Regions from separate parts of the Gossypium hirsutum genome. Here region 2 is linked to region 1. Evidence: chromatin contacts called from public Hi-C data. All regions are on one chromosome and are shown on one strand. The core of a region is the stretch at or near the end of the contact, and the rest is flanking DNA. Distances in the headings are between cores, read along the strand shown. Region 1 holds the start of LOC107935860. Region 2 holds the start of LOC107935852 (protein CHROMATIN REMODELING 4).

What was found. Hi-C and Micro-C count contacts between places; a contact is called where the count stands out from the background.
Region 2: a Hi-C map of leaf shows a contact between it and region 1, with 2.5 times the contacts expected there. The contact joins the promoter of LOC107935852 here to the promoter of LOC107935860 in region 1. A contact is called at or near these places in 3 of 34 Hi-C or Micro-C datasets (all in leaf).

The regions. Positions count from the first base shown.
Region 1 is chrA12:9,356,830-9,360,302 of Gossypium_hirsutum_v2.1, forward strand. It overlaps LOC107935860, which reads right to left and starts at 1,451. Exons shown (of 10, transcript XM_041082651.1): 1 at 1,166-1,451; 2 at 526-577; 3 at 1-99. It also overlaps the pseudogene LOC107922147.
Region 2 is chrA12:9,505,966-9,509,258 of Gossypium_hirsutum_v2.1, forward strand. LOC107935852 (protein CHROMATIN REMODELING 4) reads left to right here and starts at 1,732. Exons shown (of 12, transcript XM_041082671.1): 1 at 1,732-2,508.

The sequences.
Region 1 (3,473 bases), core at 201-2,700:
AGGCAATATGCCATGATTATCACAGCTACTGCAATATCAGCACATGCATTCTGCCATAGCCAACAGCAAAGTTTGCATTGCAAAGACCTTAACTTGAGCCTGAAAGGTTGTACGAGAATTCACTATTAGTTATTGAGAGAAAAACACACAACTCAATTCAATCTGTAGCCACTTGCACAGTTTTATAATGAAAAAACTAGCACTGCCATTCCACTACAATAAACTATTTTAAGAAACAACACCGTCCACACTAATAAATAACCAATTTGTTTAAAAGACAATAACCTCACAAACAAGGTCAATCAAGCATTGCATTATTATATTGATGCACATAAATGGAATTAAATACAAACCACAACTTATAAAGAGCACAATATTTTTCAAGATAAATGAACCCAGTCTAATTTTTCGGGAGAAGTAATTCTTGCACTTGGATCATACCATATATTTAGCACAAATACCCTAAATTTAATTGAGAACCTCATAATAGAATTTTTGAAGTTAATTTTCTGTTAGGATTCTCACCTTCTAACAACTTTCAATAAAACTTTTAACGCAACAGAGAACAGAATTGAAGCTGTAAAAAACATTTCAACTGAATCATACATCTGAGACTTTTTTTTTTTGGGGGGGGGCAAAGTTAAACAAAAGAATCGAAGATACAAAGCAGTAGTTATAATGCATCTGAAGCAAATCTAGAACCCTAAACATGAATTATAAATAACGCGGATTCCAAGAAAAATATGCGAAGGAAATGGTGCAGATCAAACAAACATTCCACGAAACTACTTAAATCAATCCCACAAAGTGTGATCCCATACAAGGCAAATCCAACTTGAATACCGATTTACTTAAATCCATGATAAAACAAATAATTTATATGGTTGAAATGACAACATCGAAATTAAGTAGTAATAATAACATGCAGTGAGAGTCGGCAGTCTAATCTTTAAAAAAAAAAAAGAACTCTAAATATTCTCTCCAGCACTGATCAGACACTAAAAAAAACTATACTTCTGTACAAATAGAACCATCACCACGCCTATAACCAAATCGAAATATAAATTCGAATCGGAACTGAAAACCATAAACAGATTGAAGGCTATAAACTTTACTAAAATCTCACACTAATCCATAAAATAAATAAATAAAAGAGTATGTTTACCTCAAGAAGGGAAAGCTGTGAACTTTTAAGCAGCAAAGGAGAAGATTATTAACTTTCTCTCTCTAAAATTCGCTCATTTACTCCGTCGAAGATTGTGATTAGAGAGTCGTCTCTCTTTCTCCCTCTATCATGTCCTTTTTCTTTTTCTTTTTTTCTTTTTTCTTATATGTTGGTTTTGATCTTACTATTATTAAATTTTCTATTTATTTTTCTTTTGTATTTTTCTAGATCTATAAAATTTTGCCTCTTTACGACCTTTTCGACACGGCAATCATTATTTTTTTAATCTTTTCTTTTCCCTTCTTTTAACTTCCTTTTATTTTACAATTTGCTTGAAAACGTCGGCAATTTGGCCCTCGACGCACAGGGTGACCGCGTAGAATGCACGGAGCACTTGTTTGTGCGTGTTCATCTAGGTGGTGTGGGTCCCGCGGTGAGAGACGGACGGTTATGGGTTGGTGAGACTGAAATTGGTCAGTGCTGTGCGAACAATTTATGATTTCGATTATCTTAATTTTATATTTTTCTTAAATTAAATTTTGATGTTTTAAAAAATATTTAATCATTTAAAATAATTCTTTGATATTTTAATTTTCAGTTTTATTATAGTGCTAAACTATCCAAAAACAGTTTCGACGGCTGTTACTGAAATGGAGAGTAAAGTAGGCCGTGTTTTTCAAGCTTTGCTTTATGGGCTCATTTACCCCTGGCCAAATCCTGTGGGCTAAGATTTATCGATCGCCAAGTCCGGCAAATGTTCCAGATTACACAAGCTTTGCTGACGACTCACTCATGGTTGGTATTCTTTTCTTTATTTTATGTTGAAACTAAGGTGTTCATGGTAACTAATCCTCTAGCTGCGAGTATTTTTTAAAAAGATAAAAGTCATGAAACGTGTTTCATTTTCTTAGGTAAAAATTGAACTCCTAATATCATAGTTAATGAATAAAGTGAGCAACCATCACATCTCATAATTTTCCTTTTCTGTTTTCATGTCTAGTATATTTATTCAATTTTTTTTCTTGTCAAAATAAATGTATAATTTGATAGAAAAATGATTTCAGAGTGAAAGACATTACAGAATGTGTCTAAAACTTCTAACTATGATGAATGTATTAATTATGGATATGATATCGAAAATAGACCAATTTTATATTACTTTCCAATTCGAACTACCAAAAGCAATGTCTCCTTACATAATATGGATTCTAAACATTCATAATCTAGATGTGAAAGAGGCAAATTACTTATCCATCGGTCTATTAGTGAACTATCTCTTCAAAGACTGTGAAAGATGTTCTACTAGAAATATTCTTGTTATTGCTACGACTTATATTCCCCAAAAAGTGGATCCCACTCTAATGGTCCCAAATAAATTAAATACATGTATTAATATACGAAGACTTCCTATTCCACAACAACGAATATCACTTTTTTCACTCTTTCATATATTAGGGGATTTCACTTGGAAAAGAAAATGTTTCGTACTAATGGATATGGGTCCATAACCGTGGATTCCAATGCACAAGATCTTGTAATATTTACCAATTAGGCCCTATCAATTAGTATTAAATAGAAGAAATCAATTATACACACTAACGCAATTAGATCTGCTCTTCATAGACAAACTTGAGGTTTGCAATCCCACGTGCTAGAATTTCATATTAAATTTGTAGTTTTATTAGTAATTTTCATAATTTTTTAACTAAACTAATAATTATGTTTTCGTATAATTAAAAAATAATATTTTTCAATAAAATTGTAACACACAATACAAGTTTATTGAATGCCATGCAATTTTTAACGTAAAATGAGATAAAATGATATTATTTTTTTATTCAAATGACAACATTAATTATAAGATAAACCTACACATTTCAAAAGAGACACTCGAATCTAAAATTTTAAAATTTCTAGGTCTCAACTTCGTCACTGAACTAAGATTCACTATAAATAAAATAATAATTTAAGTATCACTTCTAATAAAAATAATAATTATCAAACTGAGAATTAGGGTATAATTTAACACTGTTTGGATTAAAAGTAGTAAGGAGAAAAAGAAAGAAAGTAAACAAGTGAAAAGATAAAGAAAGTAAATAATTACTTATCCAGCGGAGCATATACTACTAAATCGTCGTAGCATAGGCTTGATACAAAATAGAACTAGTGGCATTAGCCAACGAAATAGACCTAAGCTCAACAAGTGTTTCATTACAAACATAAAGATAGTTCACAAAAGGATCACAATCCAATTATCCAAGGCAGTTAGCAGCTGAAGACTGCTTCCTTTACGCACCATGGCATCAAT
Region 2 (3,293 bases), core at 482-2,981, 150 kb after region 1:
TGGTCACATTATTTAAATTTAACAAACAATCCATATCCACTAATTAATAATTAAAATTAAATTAGAATCTGTACATAAAAATAGAATTTTACACAATCTATTATTATGATATTTATGTTTAAAATTAATTTCAAAATAATGTTTTTTTTAAAATTTATTATAAATCTGGAGGCTTGAACGTATTCTCGAACTTGTTTTGGAGAATGTTGGATCAAAGATTTGATACTCTTTACAGGAGAAAAGGTGGGTCTTTTATAAGTACTATAAAGATTTACAATAGGAAGTTCAGTAAGCTGAACTTTCCCTTCCACTCTTAAATAAGTGGCTTCATATAAGTAGTAAATCTTCTTAGCAGAGTGAGATTTTAGTGGAAAACTAGGCATTGAAATGAGAGCATTGGAGACAGATGGACGGGCTGAAGAGGTTGCTGTCATTTTTTATGAAACTTCTTTTTTGAGAATAAGCTTAGACAAGAGATGTATAAAATTTTAATTAACATGATTATCCACTTTTACTTAAGTACTTTTCCTTTTACTTTTCCTTTATTAGTCACTGAGTGTGTACTATTAAGAATCTTTATTAGATATGATGAATGTATTGCATCATGTATTAGTACGTTTAAATTTTATAATTGTATTATCAATGAAACGTTACAGAAATTTTCAAAAATTTTAAGAAAGAAATAAATAAAATTTGATTAATACACATCGGGCTATTCGCCCTTTAAAGTGGTATATGAGTTGAGTTCAGAATGTCGTGAGACAGTTCGATCCATATCTGGTGTGGGCATTAGAACATTGAGAGGACTGAGAAGGACCCACCTCAATATGAGTGTTCCCCCATTCCGACTTCCCTTGAACTTCCAGTAGCATAGCCGAGATGGCAAGGGGTTCTTTGTCACTGTAGGGATCTAGTGAGAGAAGTTTTGAGAATTCAAGAGAATGTCACGACGAGACAAGTCTTTTAATATTAGGATAAGTGTCAAATGTCTCTTCTATTACGAAGATCGTTGGGTCACAAAACTTATCTAGAGAATATTTTTATTTGCATTCACATCTTTTAGAAATAGTCGTTAAATTAGGTTCTTAGTTAGGTGAAGGAAGTATGACTGTTTTACCAATAATTGAGACCCAATCGAGAGAAGTTATTACATATATTCCTACTAACGTAGTTTTCATTAAAGATAAACAAATATTCTTATTCATCGATCTATTTAATGCTGGAATCAGACCTGATATTAATAAGGGGATTTCTGTCTCCAAAATAGGACCTGCAGCTTAAATTAAAGATGTAAAAGAAATTGCTTGTAAATCATAATTGGAATTGACCTAATTCGTTGAATTAGAAACCTTTTTACTTCTAATCTCGATAAAGCAACTCAAAATTAATTGGAAGGAGGAAAACTTATACATTTTACATTTTAAAGTTGTTATTTGAAATTATTTACACTTATTAAATGCTTAACGGATAATGTAGTTAAATAGCAAATAATAAATCTGGATTAGATTTAGTAAGTAAACTTTAAAATTTATAAAAATTATAAATCTCTTAGTTTTTATTATACATAACTAGTTATACTTATAAGCTTAACCCTTAAAACCAAGAAAAGTGCTCGTTAGAAAATCGAAGATTGGTATTAAAATATTTAATGAGTATCTCAACAAAACGAAAATTGATAAAAAAAAAAAAACCTCGAAGCAATGTCGGAATCAAACAAAACAAAACCGAGTAAGAGGAAATAAAAAAAGATTAAAGAAAGAAAAGAAGGCATAATATTAATAAGAGACAGCAGCGTATACAATAAGAGGGGTCTGATCCAAGTCCAAGCAAAGCAAAGCAAAGGCAAAGCATGGCGGCGATTACGAGGAGAGGAGAGCGAAAGGAAAGCAAGGTTCTTTCGTGGGCAGTGGTGTGGTGGCTTTGGGCTTGGGGAGAAGAGAAAGGAAATAAAAATAGACAAGGAATGTAGAAAAACAAAAAGAAAAAGGGCAAACAAAATAGGAAGTGGCGTCTGGTGAAGCCACGTGGCACATCATCAGTGGTTAGGTAGGAGAGAGAGGGAGAGAGGGAGAGAGGGGAGGAGGAAGGGCTGCTTTCCCTTTCCTTAATATCTCTCTTTCTCATGCGCTGCCATGTCAGAGTGGTAACCCCGTCCGTCCCCTATTTCCCCGGCGAATCCGTATCGTATGCTCTCTTCACTCTCTATAAAACCCCCTATCCTTCTCTTTACACCTTTTCTCTCTTTATTTTTATTTTTCGAGTTGGGGTTAATTTTTATTATTTTTGTCAATTCTCTCTATATTTATTTTCATTTTTTTCTCGTGTCTTTGCCTTTTCTCTCTCTGTCTCGTATCTCTCTCTCTTCGCTCCCTTTTCTTTGCTTTGCTATACCCTAATACCCTCCCTTCTCTCTCCTCCTCCATCTGTTTTTATTCACTACATCTCTCAATCTGTTACTCTTCATATTATTCCACTTGGTTTTGATTCTTTGATCCACGAGCAAGGTTGGTAAGCTTCTTTTCCTATCTGGGTATTACTTATTTCCTTTTTTTAGCTTTGGGGTTTTCTAATTTAGGTGCCTTGAGCTGTCTATTATGTGTATTCTGATGTTTTATTGCATGTTCTCTGTTGTTTTCATGTTTGGGAGGTTTGTGTTTATACTTTGATTGAAATTTGGTGGGCTTTTGCAGTAATTCCGAAATTGGGGTTCTGTGAGTGAGTTTGTCATTGCAGGTGAGTTTTGTTGAAATGGGGTTTTCAGTTCAATGCAAGCTCAACGTTTTATGCATATATTGAATTTTCGAAACTGATTCTTCAATTTGGCTCGTTTTCCGTGTTAATTTGCTGTGCATTTTATGGTCATTTGTTTGGTTTAGATGTTTTATTTCATTCCTAGACTAGATAGTGGCTCCTAGCTATTACATTTCCCAAGCTGTTCTAATTTACCACTGGGATTTAGGCTTGCATTTGTTCTTGTTGCTGATTGAATTGAGTGTAGAATGTGTCAAACCTGGGTAAATGCTGTTACTTCCGATTTTTCATTTTTTTTATCCCATAGATGATGCCTGGATTAATGATGCTACTTCTGTCATATTGTCTGATTCCGTTGTTGCTTCTGCTCTATGTAGAATATGGAGTTTGGATTTGGTTTGACTATTATGTTCACCTTTTTAATTAAACCATAGTGACTTTCTTTTGGTATTTACATGGATTGATTCTGTTGCTTTAGTTGAATTAGGTTTTTTTATATTGGTACTTCAATTTTGACAGTTTAGAAACAAGCACTGAGAATA